3 separate regions of the Sus scrofa genome follow, and regions 2 and 3 are each linked to region 1. A link is a contact called in public HiChIP or PLAC-seq data. All regions are on one chromosome and are shown on one strand. Each heading gives the region's core, a stretch centred on a gene start, on an enhancer-like site or on the middle of the called end of the contact. The rest is flanking DNA. Distances are from core to core; before and after follow the strand shown. Region 1 holds the start of ECD (protein ecdysoneless homolog). Region 2 holds the start of ANAPC16 (anaphase promoting complex subunit 16). Region 3 holds the start of CHCHD1 (coiled-coil-helix-coiled-coil-helix domain containing 1).

The links. HiChIP or PLAC-seq counts read pairs in DNA pulled down with a chosen protein or histone mark.
Region 2: an H3K27ac HiChIP or PLAC-seq map of alveolar macrophages shows a contact between it and region 1. The contact joins the promoter of ANAPC16 here to the promoter of ECD in region 1. A contact is called at or near these places in 1 of 5 promoter capture datasets (liver), 1 of 47 Hi-C or Micro-C datasets (heart right ventricle) and 2 of 2 datasets of contacts at active chromatin or transcription factors (alveolar macrophages and skeletal muscle).
Region 3: an H3K27ac HiChIP or PLAC-seq map of alveolar macrophages shows a contact between it and region 1. The contact joins the promoter of CHCHD1 here to the promoter of ECD in region 1. A contact is called at or near these places in 2 of 5 promoter capture datasets (fetal liver and liver) and 1 of 2 datasets of contacts at active chromatin or transcription factors (alveolar macrophages).

Annotation. Positions count from the first base shown.
Region 1 is chr14:75,991,274-75,993,989 of Sscrofa11.1, forward strand. ECD (protein ecdysoneless homolog) reads right to left here and starts at 1,349. Exons shown (of 13, transcript XM_005671096.3): 1 at 1,206-1,349. FAM149B1 (protein FAM149B1) reads left to right here and starts at 1,384. Exons shown (of 13, transcript XM_013983338.2): 1 at 1,384-1,632. The coding sequence starts at 1,586.
Region 2 is chr14:75,081,350-75,084,065 of Sscrofa11.1, forward strand. ANAPC16 (anaphase promoting complex subunit 16) reads left to right here and starts at 1,324. Exons shown (of 4, transcript NM_001190225.1): 1 at 1,324-1,465. It overlaps ASCC1 (activating signal cointegrator 1 complex subunit 1), which reads right to left and starts at 1,632. Exons shown (of 11, transcript NM_001244083.1): 1 at 1,534-1,632.
Region 3 is chr14:76,505,922-76,508,637 of Sscrofa11.1, forward strand. CHCHD1 (coiled-coil-helix-coiled-coil-helix domain containing 1) reads left to right here and starts at 1,397. Exons shown (of 3, transcript NM_001190155.1): 1 at 1,397-1,546; 2 at 1,670-1,788; 3 at 2,380-2,716. The coding sequence starts at 1,423. The coding sequence ends at 2,493.

The DNA.
Region 1 (2,716 bases), core at 99-2,598:
ATGAAAGCAACTTTTGATACAATACAGTAAATGGAAATCTAGTACTGCATTCCCAAGTTAATAAGCGTGTAAAAATGAAATAAAAAATGTTTGCCTTTGCACTAATAGTGGTGCATGTAACACACGGTCAGAAACAATGCAATAACATCTCTTGAAATATTGACAAAAATTCCAGTTCTGCCACTGGTCCTAGTTGTGTCATTCTGGGCATTTCATTTTCTCTTTCTGGGGCTTCCCCCTAATTGTAGAATGAGAATGTTATTTTATCATTTCTAAAATCCGTCTCTACTTTCCTCCCTTCATCCTCTTCTCCCTCTCTTTCTCTCTCTTTACTTTCTTTCTTTCTTTCTTTTCGTTCGTTCGTTCTTCCTTTCTTTCCTGCCATGCCTGTAGCATGCATAAGTTCTCAGGCCAGTGACTGAACCCATGACACAGCTGTATTTAACCTCCTGAGCCACCAGGGAACTTCTTCCCTGAATTTTTATTGTTTAAACACTCTTAAGAGTAATCTCCCTTACTCTGCAGAATTTAAATCTTTCCCCTTGTACATCATGGGTGAATTCAAAACTACAAAACATTTATATCCTATCATTTCACCCCAAAATAATCTGCCCATGGCTCTTGATCCTACAACAACCCGTCCCAAACCACCGCCCTCCGCCCCTTTTCAGGTCTCAGAGGGTATAAATAACTGTTTTCTAAGGATTTCCCTTACAGACAAAAGTACTAGCTTACTATTGCTGCCAGGTGAGGCTTGTTAAAGAAAGATATTGCACTGGATGGTCCACTTTAAGGCTGTGATTCGATTTTCAGGCTTATTTGGTTTTCCAAGGAACTAATAAAACTAAGTCGAGAGGAACTTGCATCTTCTATCCAGACACTCACTACAGTCCAGATTGACAGATAATAAATACTCACCCACCCCAGAATGCCAAGCACACCTTATTATGAAGAATTTAGTGTCAGGCTAGAAGGGACTTTGAGATCACTCAGACTGACTCCACACTGTACATATGAGGAAACCGGGAGCACGGCAGGAGAAGCAACCAAGCAGCTGAGGCCGGACTAGGTTCTAGCGCTCTTTACTCAAAACAAGGGTCCCTTCTTCATCCAACAAAATGAAGCCAATTTCGCTTCCAGTTCTAAAGCCTGGGCCTCTTCCTCACGTCCCTGCTGCGGCACCTTTCCTCAGCCTTCTCTCCTACCTCGTGGGCTGCCAGCAGCAGCCAAAGCCCGGCTCTGACTGGATCCACACGCTTGTCTAGGACCTGAAGCCAGCGGAAACTTAAGTCAGAAACCGGCTCAGCTCCGGAACTCCCAGCGTCGCCTTTGCTAGGTGTCGGCGGGAGTATTAGGCGGCTGCACCTGTGCGTTCGTCACTTCCGCCCCCACGGGGAAACAGGGAGGGGAGAGGACTGGAGAGGTGGGGATCCTGGGGTGGTGGCGGTCCGGAGTCTAGGAGACGGGGCGTGACGGGGCCGGAAGGTGGCGGGAGGGGGCCGAGCCGGAGCTGGCGGGAGGGCCAGGCCCGGAGGCCCCCACCCTGGCTTGGCCGCCCCGGCCGCGGCTGAGGAGGAAGAGGAGGATGATCTCCAGATACACACGGAAGGCGGTGCCTCAGAACTTGGAGCTGTGAGTGGACTGCTCAGCCACCCAGCTGGGGCCGGGGGAAGCCGTGGCGGGCCGCAGGCGCTCTGGGGACCCTCCTTGACCAGTCCCTTGCTCCTTTTTCTTTCCCAGGGCGAGGGAAAGAAAAAATTCTTTGAAATTTTCTCCTCCTAGCCTTGCCGGACGTTGCCCCTCCAGACCTCCATCTCCAGCTAAGAGCGTGTTACCAGTGCAATCCCAGGACTTGACCCTCTTGGGCTGCACTCCCGGGGCTCAGGAACTGGGTTTCCTAAGGCATTTGTAGTTTCCGTTGTGTTCCATGCCCCACTTTCCATGGCCACTAACAACTCGTGAAGTTATTAATAACTGAGTCCTACAATAAAGTTGAATACGTCTAAAGCCAAACACCCTGCGAAGCGCTTACATGCATTAGCTTACTTAATCCTATCAATAAGGATACCAGATAGGAACTCTTATTTTGTACTTCCTACAAGATAAAGATCCCAGATCTGAAGGTTGTATCGTGCCAAAGATCACACAGCTAGGTGGTGATGGAGCTGAAGTATAGACCCGTTATCAGTCTGATTCTGAAGTTTGTGGTCATAACCATTACATACTGTCTCCCCACCTCTGCGTTGAAGAGTCAGAATCCTCAGGATCAGGTTTGCTTTTGAGACTTTAGAGAACAGATATTTCCAGCTTGAACAACTTAGTGAAGTGTTGTAATTTAGGAAGTAATGATAATGTCATACATTTATTAATGCTTTACACTTTCAGAAACTTTCACATCTTAATCTTTAAGATGGATATGACCATCTTCAATTTTCAGCAGAGGAAGTATCAGAAAGGTACACATCTTAAGATTATATAACCAATAGGTTTTTGAGCTTGGGCTTTTTAACCCCAAATCCCAGTTGTTGTTTTTCTCCACTAAGGTATGTAATTTTAGCAACCATACATTTATTAATTAAATATTAATTATATATGGTAATAACAGCTATGGTATTTTCAGTCACACCTGGGTTTCTGGTTAGACTCTTTTCTAGCCTTCTGAATTTTAGGCAAATTACTAATTTTTTGAGCCTTCATTTCTATAACATAGGAATAA
Region 2 (2,716 bases), core at 74-2,573, 910 kb before region 1:
CTTTGACAGAAAGAACAGAGGTCTCTTTGTAACATTAACCTTTAGGAGTAAAATGCAATCTTCTGTGTTTACCTAAACATTTGCAGTGTCTCACCCACTCTAACCAGCATGGTAATTAAGAAAAGCAGGGATATTTAATACACTTATCCTCAAGGGGAGGACAAAAGATCCTGAAGAACTTTTAGAGGTGTTAAAACTATATGCGCAACAAAATCAAAATGCCTATCAGAATCAAATATGACTTAAGCAACATGGTTCTCCAAACGAACACATTGCTGAGGGGAGGAATCCAATTTCTGTGGGCCCCCAAACTGTACATCACTTCACTGAGAGGCCAAGCTTCTAAACATCACTTAAAGAATCAATAATTCTGGAAAGAGGAGTTCCCTTCATTGCTCAGTGGTTAACAAACCCGACTAGGAATCATGAGGATGCGGGTTCCATCCCTGGCCTTGCTCAGTGGGTTAAGGATCCAACATTTCTGTGAGCTGTGGTATAGTTCCTGTGGGCTTAGATCCCCCACGTTGCTGTGGTTGTGGTGTAGGCTGGCAGCTACAGCTTCAATTCGACCCCTAGGCTGGGAAGTTCAACATGCCGTGGGTGCAGCCTGAAAAAAAGAAAAAAAAAATCTGGAAACAAAGATTCCTTATGGGCTAGCCATAGTTAAGCTCAACCAATGTTCCCACTATATGTGTTAGACGGTCATGAAGCCCAAAATAAGTTAGAGTTCCCCCTCAAAAAATCAATTCTCACTAAATACCCTAACGCTCAACCCAATCCCAGCAAGAAAATAGCTTTAATTGGTAATTTGCTTACAGAACCAAGTGGTGATTTCCTGTTGAGATTAGCAGTAAAATGAATAAAATAATAAGTAAAATAAACAGACTTGAATGTCAGAAGGGGTATAATTATCAAGTTTAATGACTTTACATCCTAGTGCCCTATTCCTCCAGGACCTTTCAAATAAATCTCTCCACAAAAGTAGATTTTAATGTTAAGGAAGGGCGCTGAGACTGAGCTCTGGGAAAGAGCGTTGTCTGAGATAGGAAGCTGTTCATCTGCCTTTCCTTGGGATACGAGTCTGCTCAGAAGGATGGCGGAATAACAAATTTAACCCTGCAGCGTGACGGTTTGGTAAGAGAGAGCAAAGCAGAAGGCCTGAAATGCCGTGCGTTAAGATAAAACCCTAAATGACAAAAGTGAGCAAGAAAAAATAAAACGAGTACTCCAAAGGTAGCGGAGAAATACGGACCCCACAGCAAAAAGAAAATCCGGGAACGAGGAGGAGAAGGACCCGGAAGTCCTCTCCGCCCCGGCCACGCCCACTACTGCAAGGGGCACGCGCACGCCGCTGCCGGTCCCTCCACGCGGGCGCGAGCACGGCGCCGCCCTTGTCGATGTTAACTCGGCCGCACCAGTCGGCCTTGGGGGCGGGGCTGTAGGGGAAAGTGCCAAAGCTGCTGAGGTAAGTGGCCGAGGGCTCAGGGACCCTCGAGAGCCTGGTGGAAAGGGACTTGATCTCTGGGATCCTACCTGCAGGGACTAGTAAAATGGAGAAAGTAGGAGGAGGAATGGGAGCCTGCCGCAGAGGGCGTGCAAGAGGAAATTTCCTTAGGCCGCGCCTGGCTAGTGCGCATGCGGGCCGAGGGCTGGCGCCTGCGCAGTGGAACGGCGCTGTTGGCGTAGCCCTCTGGGGACTCGATGGCGGGTCGGGGTGGGGGTGGGGGTGAGGCTGTGGCTGTGACTTGGAGGTAGCTTGAGAACCGTTGGCGTTCTGATCCCTCCTCTTGGCAGCCCATTTCTTTCCGCCCCACTTGTTTTTAGCTGCACATCTTTTTGAATGGTAATCCAGCTGTTTAAGTGAAACACAGCGGAATGAATGTTTTCTTGATGATGGAGTTTAATAATTGCTTCTAATAATTTGCCATTGTACCAGCGTACTTCCTTCAGTATCTTTATGATAGGACATTTTTAAAAGGAAAAGGTTCTTTCTAAGATAGGTATATATCTGCCAGGAAGGAAAGTAGTTTATGAATACGAGGTCATCCCCATCGTATATGAAGTAAATGTGTTGATTATCTCACCAATGTGAACACAGCCGTGCTGTATCTCCCCAGAGAGCATTGTTCTACTGCAAGGATCGCTACTGCTAATAGTTCCAGCTTTCCTGATAGCGTCAAATCCCAGGTTACCTCATCATCAGTATTTAAACATTTGTCAAAATTTTACAGAGCATCAACTTTGGGCATAGCAGCCAAGTGGGAGAAAGAGTTATGTAAATAGATCTGCAGAATGAGGAAGAAAAACAAAATGATAATGAACCAGTCCTCTTCATACCAATCTTCTCTAGCCCCTGGGTAACCTTTGCTGAGCTGCTCGCCCTGTGTTCTGTCATTTGTTCATTATTCAGGAGAAATTGTGATCCAGGTTCTGTGCTAGGCCTCCAGGGTAAAAAGATAACTCCTCCCCCTTTTCCTAAGAAAGGGGTTCTTCCTAAGATTATGAACCTTAAAAGTGTGAAGTGCATGTTAGTGTGAAGTGCATGTTCCCTCTTTCTGAGCAGGTTCTTTCCCCTCTAGGAGTGTGCTGACTATATGTCAAATGGAGGGAGTAATAACTTTTCCCTTGAGTGTGTTGAAACAATAAGTATGAAAAACCGGGATCTGGATAAAGCAGTGAGATCCTGCTGTATGGCACTGGGAACTATATCTAGTCA
Region 3 (2,716 bases), core at 147-2,646, 510 kb after region 1:
CTTCCGGTGCTTACATTTTAAATGGGTGTTGGGGGTAAGGCTGTAAATGAACAGTAAGGGAACAAGACAATCCAGACTATGATAGGTGCTGTGAAGAAAATAAAACAGCTTGATAGTGGTTTGGATGGAAGTCAGGGAAGTCCTGACAAACTGAGACTCAACAGAAGAAAAAGAACCAGCCATGCAGAGATAAATGGAAAGATTCCAGACATCTGTGATAAGTGATTTTAGCATACTAAATTTACACAACCAAATTAAGTATTGCTCTCCAAAGTAGTCATCTTAAGAACTACAAGTTTGTACAAGTTGTGCTTCCATTACATGGTGCTCATGTATAAATATATGCCTTGAGAATCAGCGGTACGTCTTTGTAAATCATTTTGGGAGGTGGGGGGTGGGGGGGGAGTCAGAACCAAGTCTGATTAAAGCTAGGCATCACAAGGAAGGACAAAGTCTATAAATAGGAATGATACTACTAAGTATCTTCAGAGAATTGGGAAGAGGATTAAGTAAAACAATGTATGCAAAAGTCCTTAAACCTTTCCTTACCCAGTGAGATCGATATAAATGAGCAAACGATTTCTGAACAACAGTAGCTGCTGAAGTAAATGAGGGCTAATTTTTCTTTGCGGCTTCTGGGGTGGTTCCAAACGTAGTCAAAACCAACAGTTCTTGAAGGTTTATTAAAATCATTCCTAGAGTTCTGACCCTGGCGCAGCGGCTCCCGCCAGCTGAGGAGGTGCGGGTTTGATACCTGGTCTGGAGCAATGAGTTAAAGGATCCGGTGTTGCCGCAGCTGCAGCTCGGATTCAGTCCCCGGCCTCGGAACTTCCCTATGCTCCGGGTGTGGGCTTTTTTTTTTTTTTTTTTTAATAGTAATAATAATTCCCAATTTAGCATTTTTCAGTCTCCCAGTTTTATTTGCTCCCATCCTCTCTGCCCTTGCTTAGGTCAATCTTTTTTTTTTTTTTTTTTTTTTTTTTTTTTTTTTTGGTGATGCGCCCGCTGCAGGCGGAAATTCCTGGGCCGGGGGAACGAACTCCCACCATAATAGTGGCAAGGTGGATCCTTAACCCACTGAGCCACCAGGCAACTCCAATCACCTTCTAATCCAGCCGGTTACCACTCGAAACTAGAGTCCGTTTATCAGTGTTTCCTGGGTGTTCCCGGTCCAGTACTGCCCCAAGACTTCAGGGCCCACAAGAGTGGCCTAGGTCAGCAGACGAGTCCCAAAGATTCTCCTCCCAACCTGCACATCGGTCTCTATTAAAGCAGGTCAGAACCCAGCAGCGCGGGTGCCCCGCCAAGAAAACAAAGCGGTGCATGCTGGGCGGGAAAGGGAGCCTCCTAGTTTCAGGAAGCTCGTAGGGTCACGCAGGGTCACGCACGGCGCCGCAGAGCCTGCCGGGAGCTCGCTTTGCAATGGCGACTCCCAGCCTGCGGGGTCGACTAGCACGGCTTGGAAACCCACGGAGGCCTATACTGAAGCCCAACAAGCCCCTCATCCTAGCCAATCATGTCGGGGAACGGCGCCGGGAGAAGGGCGGTGAGCAGTCGGAGCCGTGGAGGCCCTAGAACGGAAGCCGGAGGAGTGCAGGGGGCCGCTGGGTGGGAGGGCCGGAAGGTAAGGGTCTCCTTGTGATTGAGGGTCCTTCCCGTTCTCCACCAGAGGCGACCTGTATCACGGAGATGTCAGTAATGATGGCTTGCTGGAAGCAGAATGAATTCCGCGACGAAGCGTGCAGAAAAGAGATTCAGGACTTCTTCGATTGTGCTTCGAGGGCTGAGGTGACAGGAGGCTCCTGGGGTGCCCTCTTGGGAGGAGAATGGGGTATACAGTATGGTTCTTACTGCCTCTTGCTTGGTGATAAGAAAATTCTTCTCCCTCAAAAAGGGCGAGAAAAGTTTTTGGGATCTACTTGACTCATGCCAAAGTGCGAAAGTTTACAATTTTGAAGGCATCGTGATCTTGAGCGATTTGTTTTACTGCTTTTAGCTTTATCAGATGCACAGTGAGGTTAATATTCATATCTGCCTTAAAGAATTTTGTGAGTGTTAAGTGAAGAAATGAATGGGAAAACCACATTGTAAAATTTAAATTGCTGCTCAAATAGACATTATTCTCCCAAGTGAACTAAAGATAGGAAAGGACAGTTTATTTGGTTTCCAGCTTAGATTTAATTGCCAGCTGGATGATGGCTTCAGATCATACAGTCATTCATGGTTCCCAAGTCCTTTTGATGAAAGAGGACTGAGAAGATGACGCAGCTCTCCAGGCTGGTTAATTTCTCAGTGTGATTTGGGGTGTTGTGAGAACTATTAGCTTAGGTCAGGGCCAACTTTAGAGCTGTCATTTTAATTTTTGTTCTGTGTTTTCAGGCTGCCCGAAAGATGAGATCAATCCAGGAGAACCTGGGAGAGTTGGGGAGTTTACCCCCCAAGAAATTGAATAAGTTGTTACATAGGTTTCCTAACAAACCTCATGTCAGCTGAAAATGGAGAAGCATTTTCAATGACTGGACTGTAGCTTCTGAGAACTATGCAGAGGCTTTTTAGAGATATTTGCATTGTCACACGTTCTTTTTGAAGAGTGGAAGGACGCGAAACACTTTTTTTTAACCCTTTGGAATCATTATGTGGATGGAAATTATATTTTATGTTGAAATAAAATCCCCTGAAGAGAGCTTGGCCTTTTGTTGTGGATTAGGTATTCCCA